Regions from separate parts of the Mus musculus genome. Here region 2 is linked to region 1. A link is a contact called in public Hi-C data. All regions are on one chromosome and are shown on one strand. The core of a region is the stretch at or near the end of the contact, and the rest is flanking DNA. Distances in the headings are between cores, read along the strand shown.

Region 1 (3,887 bases), core at 662-3,161:
AGTTGGAGCATCTAACTCCAAACCAACTGAGGCAGCAAACTGATAATCACAATAATGAGGTTCAGAAACTGACAGAGGGCCATGAGTTACAAGTCTTGTAGGTGTTCATTTAGTTAAGTTTAGGCTGAACTGGTCAGGGGTGAGTTCCTGGAGCAGATAGAAATACAATTGGTCTATGACTGTCTAGGGGTCTTGGTCAGGTTCAGGGATCCTGATAGGATTTGTTTTCTCTGCCAGTTAAAGAATCAAAAGGCAGGGAAAGTGTTGAGCAGGATAGGTAACAGCTTGATAAATTTCAACCACAGTAAACAGGAGGATATAGAATCAGTAATTTAGGAGTGGCTTTTATTGAGGGTGAGGAAACACGCATATAGCAAGCACAGAGAAAAAGGACCACCTGCAAAGCAGAGAGCAGATGTGAAAAGCTGAAGACATCAGCTTTGCCCTGGGGGCTGGAACTGTTAAAGTCCTTGGCGGGTCTTCTCTAATTTAGGGCTGATCAATTTGAAGAAAGGCAAGATGGCAGACTGACCAACTTGTTTTCATCTAACCTTGAACTGTTGAGCCAATTCATCACAGGGGCCCTACCTAAAAAAAAGAAAAAGCCCCTAAGACCTTTGTTTTAGCTGCAAGACTCTTGTTTGAGGTTCAGAGGATGGCGAAGAAGCCAGTCATTGTGGAAGTTAACTATCTGTGCTACCTATCATGGTCCCTCTCCCTATCTGTTTGCCTATGAAGGAGTCTGTCTAAGTCCTAGACCCTCTTCCCATGTAAGTTTGCCACACATTCGAGGTTCAGGTCAGGGAGGTACTTTCATGGTTTTAATCTAATTAGTTCATTGCTACAAAGGGCAGTAGTTCAACTTACAATGGTGTAGTCAAGAAATGACTACAACTTTACATTTGGTGCTAGGCCTTCATCTCTTCCTAGTCAAATTTGCAAAGTTCTCAAGTGGCACCCCAGGAGAAGCCCTTGCCTCAGCAGTGGCCTTCTCAGGCTTATCAAGAAGTTGCAAGCCATGAACTTGGTAATGAAGGGAGCTGATTGGCTCTGTGACTACTAAATTGAAATTTCTTTATTGGCTGATCAACACTGTCAGCATACTTGAGTATGGAAATACACAACCCCTGCGCACCCTTCCCACCCATATACCCTAGTAGAATGACTCCTGAGATGCTGACATGGAAAGACATGTTTTTCACTGTGTTTGCATCATCATCCAGCCTCACACAGAATTCCAGCAGAAAGCACTGTGCGAGCCAAAAGGTGTCTTAGTTAGAATTGTACTGCTGTGAACAGACACCATGACCAAGGCAACTCTTGGACAACATTTAATTGGAGCTGGTTTACGGGTTCAGAGACTCAGTCCATTATCATCAAGGCAGGAGCATGGCAGCATCCAGGCAGGCATGGTTCCGGAGAAGCTGTGAGTTCTAAGTCTTCATCTGGAGGCAGCTGGAAGAAGATTGGCTTCCAAGCAGCTAGAAGGAGGGTCTTAAAGCACCCCCTACAAACAGACAATGATGTCCTTTGTCCAACAAGGTCACACCTATTCTAACAAGGCCACACGCTGTGCCAAGCACATTCAGTCCACCACACAAGGCAATCTTAAACTGTCCTGGCAAGTTGGATCCTATCTCCTTCCATTCTCTAATACAAAATGGCAGGGGGAAACCAAGGCCAGCTGTAGCTTGACCTTGCCTACCCTAAGCTGGGCTCTCAGCTCTAAACTCAGAATATGTACATGACACAGAAAGTACAACCCTGCTTCTCTTCTCTGGTTAACATCCATTTCCAGATGCTCTTGTTGCCAGACCGTAAAGTCCAAAGTTCTCCACAGAGCACTTTAGAGCCTTTGACATATTCAGCTGGGCACAGCCAAGATGAACTGAATTTCACTGTGGCTCATTGGAGCTCCTTGGCACCAAGCAGCAGACTCTAATCCACATAACCGTGTCTTCTCGTCATCACTAGCGGTGATGATCCAGCCAGATTCAGTTCTTTGGCAGCAAAGAGGCAGTTACGTAGCAGGCCAGAGCGTGAGTGGTGGCACAGGATCCTGTCCTCTACCGCCAGGAGGCTCTTCAGAGGGTGATTTGGCTGGGTTTCCCTTGGGTTGGTTGGTTTCATTTCTGAGACAGACTTTCACACTATGGCTTAAACTGGCCTTAAACTCAACATTCTTCCAGCCGTTGCTTCCCATGTGCTGGGTTAGTAGGCATGAACCCCACGCCTGGCCTTAGTTAGGTTATTATTGAGGGATTTGCTTAACAGGCTTTCTTCCAGGTGGCCATTGTTTGGACATAGCTATTGTTTTGTTTTCTGAGCAACAGAAGATATTTCTAGAAAATTCCAGACATACTTTCTGAGGTCCATATTGTAAGATCCTTGAACTTTTGTCAATATTCTTATATACCTTTGTAGCGTATAGCTTTTGCTCCAGGAACAGGCTGTGCTACCAGCCCCCCTCAGATCTGTGGATGTAAAACACAGACACATACATTGCTCAATTTCAACCTACATTCTTGGCTCAATTGCTGGGCACTACTAATTTTCCGCAGCTAATGTACCCTTCCTAATACCTTAGCTCAGCACTCTAAATCTACTCTCAACTTTAATTACTCAGTTACCTTTAGTCCCAGTTCAACACCCTAACCTCCCACCTGGAAAAGTGGCCTATGGCCACTTGCCCAAGATCTTATATGGTTGGTTACCTTTTGTCCCTCTAAAGCATGGTGAAATTTTTCCTTCCTCCTCTTCATCTCCTCCCCTCCTTTCCAGGGACCCTGAAGTCCTGTCTCTTTCCTTCCACCCCACAATTGGCCCCTGGCATCTTTAGGGGTAGATCAAGAACCAATTGGGGAACAGAACCTTAGCATCGGACCCACCCCCTACATACTTTAAGTATGTAATGTTTTAAGATTAACATGGTTTTATTTAATTGGGCACAGACATGAAATTTCTGACACAAGAATTACTGCTAGTAGAAGGTGTGGCCAGGACTCAAGCCACCACTTCACACGTGTCCCTCATACTGCTTTCTTTTTTAAGAGTGCCAAAGCACATTAACTTCAAACGACACACATTGTAATGTGAGCAGAAATCCTTTCCCAAAAAAGGATGCAAAGTTCACTGACCCTTTGAACTTGCCTTTTTGGTTTTTTTGTTTGTTTGTTTGTTTGTTTGTTTTTGTTTTTTACTTATAAACCCAAATAAATACAAACTTGCTTTGCCATACACTAGCCTCTGGGGTTCCTACCTTCTCCAGACTGACCTTCTAATGGGCTAATACATACAAAAGACTTAGCTATAATGTGACAGTATTTAAAGGGGCATAAAACATGTTGAGAGTTCAGAGAAACAAGCTCACTTTGCCAAAGAAGTATTGATGCCCCTTGTCCTTGTACAAGGCTGCCAAAGGCATCCCAAAATAGTGTGAAATGTTACAAATAGAGTTGGCTCTACTGTGCACAAATAAAGCTGCAAAGGTCAAAATCAAATGGTATCTTAATTAAATATCTGTAAATTGCAACATGTCAAACTAGTCAATTGTAACTCCACTCTTAAGGAATTGTGTATAATTAAATTTAATGGAGGATGAAGATGAATTTTAATGAGTCATACAATGCAAAAAAAAAAAAACCCTCCAGAAGTTAAAGCAGGTAGTTTCCATGGGGATATTAATATTGCCTTGAAAGAGAGAGCAAAGTTCATCATTCACTCCAAAGGCCATGTTTCAGTGAGGACACTGGGGTGAAAGCCACAAAGGATACTTTCCAGGAAAGCAACCTGTAAATCCTGTCTTTGCTTTCCATGCTCTCTCTAAGGAGCCTTTAGTCTTATTGTTTTAAACTCCTACAGACCTACTTTCCATTTCAAAGACAAAA
Region 2 (3,887 bases), core at 768-3,267, 1.0 Mb before region 1:
GCATGTGCCACTACTTTCCAGCCATCATTTCAATTCTTGATACAGTCCTTGCTGTGAAACTTTCTGAGCACAGGATTAATATCTGCATCCCTTCCTGTTAGTATTCTAATCTTTCAATTGCCCACTAAAGCCACCCATTAAGCTCTTCTTAATATCACTAGTGAGTCTCTAGCCCGCAACTCAAAATTGTCCCACATTCTTCTACAAACCATTTCTAAAGCCCCGAAAATCACAGGGTATGATATATCACAGCAACAACACTGTTTCTTTCAGGCTACCATTTTTTTTATTTATTAATTTTAGTTTTGCTCTTCCTCCCAATTCCTCCCATAACCACCTTCTTCCACCTCTCCCCAACTTTGTGTCCTCTTGTCAAAACAACTATAATCCAATTTGTGCTGCACATATAAACTCCTGGGTGTGGGACAATCCATTTTAATATGGGTGACCTAGTAGGGGCCACACCCTGAAAGAAAACCAACTTTTCTCCAGAAGCCAAGGACTGTGGGTAGATTGTCAGGTGAGGAGTAGAGACCTGTGAACTCTTTCTGCTATGCTAGAATAGTGACTTAGTTGATCTTGGGCAAGCAACTAGAGCTGACCTGAGTTCATGAGTACAGTTGTTCTGTTGTGTCTAGAGAACAGTTAAACTATGGTCCTTTCCAATCTCTACCTCTTATTTTCTTTGATTCTCTGATGCCAATTTAAGACACAAAACTGCCTGGTGTTCTTCTGTCTTCTTTCTGGTAAGAGCCAGTGGTCGCAATAGTTCAGAGAATGGTGGCTAGTGTAGTAAACACTTCAGAAGTGGGGCTGGATTTTAGACAGGCCCAAATTACCATTTCACTTGGGAAAAGTAGAGATTAATTCTTACTCTCTTGAGTCTCTGATGACTTTCGGGACATGCTTCACTGGTAGACAGCAATGATGTGGGCCTCTGGGAACTAGGGCTATGTTATATGAAGTCAGCCAGCTTCTGCTCAGGTCTCTTGGAACCTAGTAGGCAGGGAACCAGAGTAGCCCCCTGGGGAGGACACCAGCCTGTAGCTGAAAGCTGTTGGTCATCTCCCTCTGACAGCTAGGACAAGCATGTCCTAAGTCCAGAAGGGAGCCATCTTGGATTCAGATCCTTCAACCCTTGAGAAATCACCTTAGCTGATACTTGAAGTGGTGTGAATACTCAGGCAATCTTTTACTGTAATCTTGATCTGCAAAACCGTGAGTGAAATAAAATTGCCATATTTAAGCCACCAACTCTTATGGTTATTTGATATCTGTTATGTGTGTCACATAACTACATTTCCCATGCTACTTAATTCTCACAATAACCCTAGGAGTGATGTGCTATTATGTCATTTTGATGGTAATGAACTTGACCCAAAGGTGTTAATTTGCCCAAATGACTAGCTAGCCAGGGTGATGGGAACTGAGTCAAGCTTTGATTGTAGCTCACATCAAACTTTTGAGCTAAGCTGCAAATCAATTGTACTATTTGAGTTTCAGTTTACACAAAAATACAAACTTGCCAAAGGTCATGAGTCTTTCAGAAGTCAGATTGCCTGTTTTTAATCTTCAGATCACAGAGTTTTATAAACCACTGAGACATTTTGGAGATACCCAGCGTGTAAGCTGTCCCCCCTTTCCCTGTATTAATGGAATGGTTACTGGTCTCTGATAGCCACTCAGATCACTTGAGTAACGCACAGAGACGTTTTAAGAGGTAAGAAATGAAACAGAAGCCACAAGTTGCACAACTGCCCCCAGAAGCCATCCTGGCTGTCAAGACTGCCTAAGCCCAAAGGATCTGCATTTGCAGCATAAGCTTTTAGCACCAGCTTATTTACCTTTAGTTCAAGACAAATGCTCAAATGCTTTCTAGTAATTGCAAAGGACTCTTACCACTTAGAGATACGATTCTCGACTGTCCGGCTTTCCTCCTTCTCATACAATTCTGATGTCTCTACATAGACCTTGCCCCTTTCCTTTTGCCCGAAATCCACACTTTGGCAAACCTCCATGCCCCTTAGCACCCTCCCCTAGTGACCTTAGTTGAGACATGTCATCGTTCTCATGAGTGTGAGTCCCATGCTCCAGGAAGCCAATACACCAGCCCCGTTTTTTGGTCACAGCTGCCTTCTATTTGGTGGGTGGAATTTAATGGTGGGAAAAAGCAAGGCATAACAATGAGACATTACACTGAAGGTTTGCCTAGTTTTCTGGGGCATGATTTTTCATAGCTCAGAGGCTGTGAAAATGAGGCCACATTGTTTGCTCTTCAGACTGGCAGTGGCTGCGGTCCCAGTATGCTAGCACATGTCTCTTCTCTGTGAATGTGTACTCCAGTTATTCTTCTGCATGACCACCTGTGGGGCAATGGGCTATGCACAGAGAGCCTGGTCTCCAGTTGAGCATAGGTCTTGAACCCCCGGTGGGATTGGTGGGTGGTAATTTCCACCTACATGGGACAGAAGGCATTCAATCAAGTCTCCTGGACCCCTGGCTCCTGTCAAAGTTACTGTCCCCACAGCCCCCACAGGAGAGGCGCGTGGTTATCTGTCACGTAGACAATGTCCCAAGCTTGTGGCATTCTGGCTAGACTCCTCCCCACAGTTACCTAACAACAGGAAGATAGCCCAGCCTACTATAAGAGAGACTGCTTGGCCCCACCTCTCTCTCTCTTTAAGCTTTCACCTTTCTTATTCTCTAGCTCTCTTTCTCTTTCCCTTCTCCCCTCTCTCCATGTGGCCATGCCCGGTCTCTCTCTCTCTTTCTACCTTCTCTCTTTTCCCCTGCCTTTCTACAAAAAAGCTCTAAAACCATAGACTAGCTCTGATCATGAAGGCCCACCATGCTTGAACAATGGGATAGGCTTTCTCCTAACGAGCTGCGTATAAGTGCCCGCCAGAAGGCCTTCCTACGCTGCAGCCATGGACTGGACTAAGGACTCTCGCCTGAGTGGGAACCATCCAGCGCCCCCCCTCTCCCCCTGCCCTCTCCTGTCTTCCTCCCTGGGTGGAGTGCCACCCCTGCGTCCACCGCCGAGAGCACCAGAACTCTGATGGGACACGGGTTCTTACCCACTTCCCTCTTTCTCTTACCCACGGCCCCTTAACCACCTTTCTCTTTCTTTTGAGGAAAGCAGTAAACTGTACTTGGCCTCACCACAATGGCTTCTACTTAAATTAATCATTTTTTTCAAGGTTCTGTTTCCAAATATGTATTGATAGTTGGGATTTTAAAATATGACTGGGTTACAGGGAAGGCACGGTTCTGCCCTTACCAAGGTTTGTGGATAACTGAGACTTTTTCAGATGAGTATACTGACTTGAGTTAGCAAGTATCAGATGACTCTATTTTAGCCCTTGAGGTTCTCTGTAATTATGGCTATTCAGGTGAGTGTAGACTAAACATTGGTTAAGCCTTTGCCAGATAGAGGGTGGGAGCAACACAACAGGTGAATCTTCCTAGCAGCCTGGAAGCCAGTCCTGGCTGCCTTTGAATGAAAACATAGAACTCTCAGCTTTTCCAGTCCCACATCTGCCTGGATACTGCCTAGGTATGTGGCCTAGAGACTGTTTCTGTGATATTTTGCTGAAGAACATGGCTGATTTTTGTCATTGTTAGAATAGTCTGCCTGAGGCTAAGGAGAAATGATTTAGATTAATTGCACTGATAAAGGAAGTCCCAAAACAGCCTGGTACAAATTCTGTTGTGTGGTTATTAAGGTTCACTTTTATGAAGAGTGTTTTAATGAAAAGGAGCACACTGAGAAAGGAAAATATAAAATGTATGGTAATAAAGGGGCACCAGGAAGTGAAATGAAGCTGAATCCTATGTTCAAGGAGATAAACAAATTAAGAGAGGGCTGACTTTGGGGCAAGAGCCCA

Evidence for each region. A called contact is a pair of places that touch in the nucleus more often than the background predicts.
Region 2: a Hi-C map of liver shows a contact between it and region 1, with 6 times the contacts expected there. A contact is called at or near these places in 5 of 484 Hi-C or Micro-C datasets (liver and uterus) and 1 of 130 datasets of targeted methods (extraembryonic endoderm stem cells).

What each region holds. Positions count from the first base shown.
Region 1 is chr19:17,553,430-17,557,316 of GRCm38.p6, reverse strand. All of the region lies in intron 20 of Pcsk5 (proprotein convertase subtilisin/kexin type 5), which reads left to right. Gm41813 (a long non-coding RNA gene) reads right to left here. Exons shown (of 3, transcript XR_877744.2): 3 at 2,427-2,474. Among named protein-coding and RNA genes, the nearest start is that of Gm41812, 19 kb to the left of the region's middle.
Region 2 is chr19:18,566,826-18,570,712 of GRCm38.p6, reverse strand. No RefSeq gene overlaps it. Among named protein-coding and RNA genes, the nearest start is that of Ostf1, 63 kb to the left of the region's middle.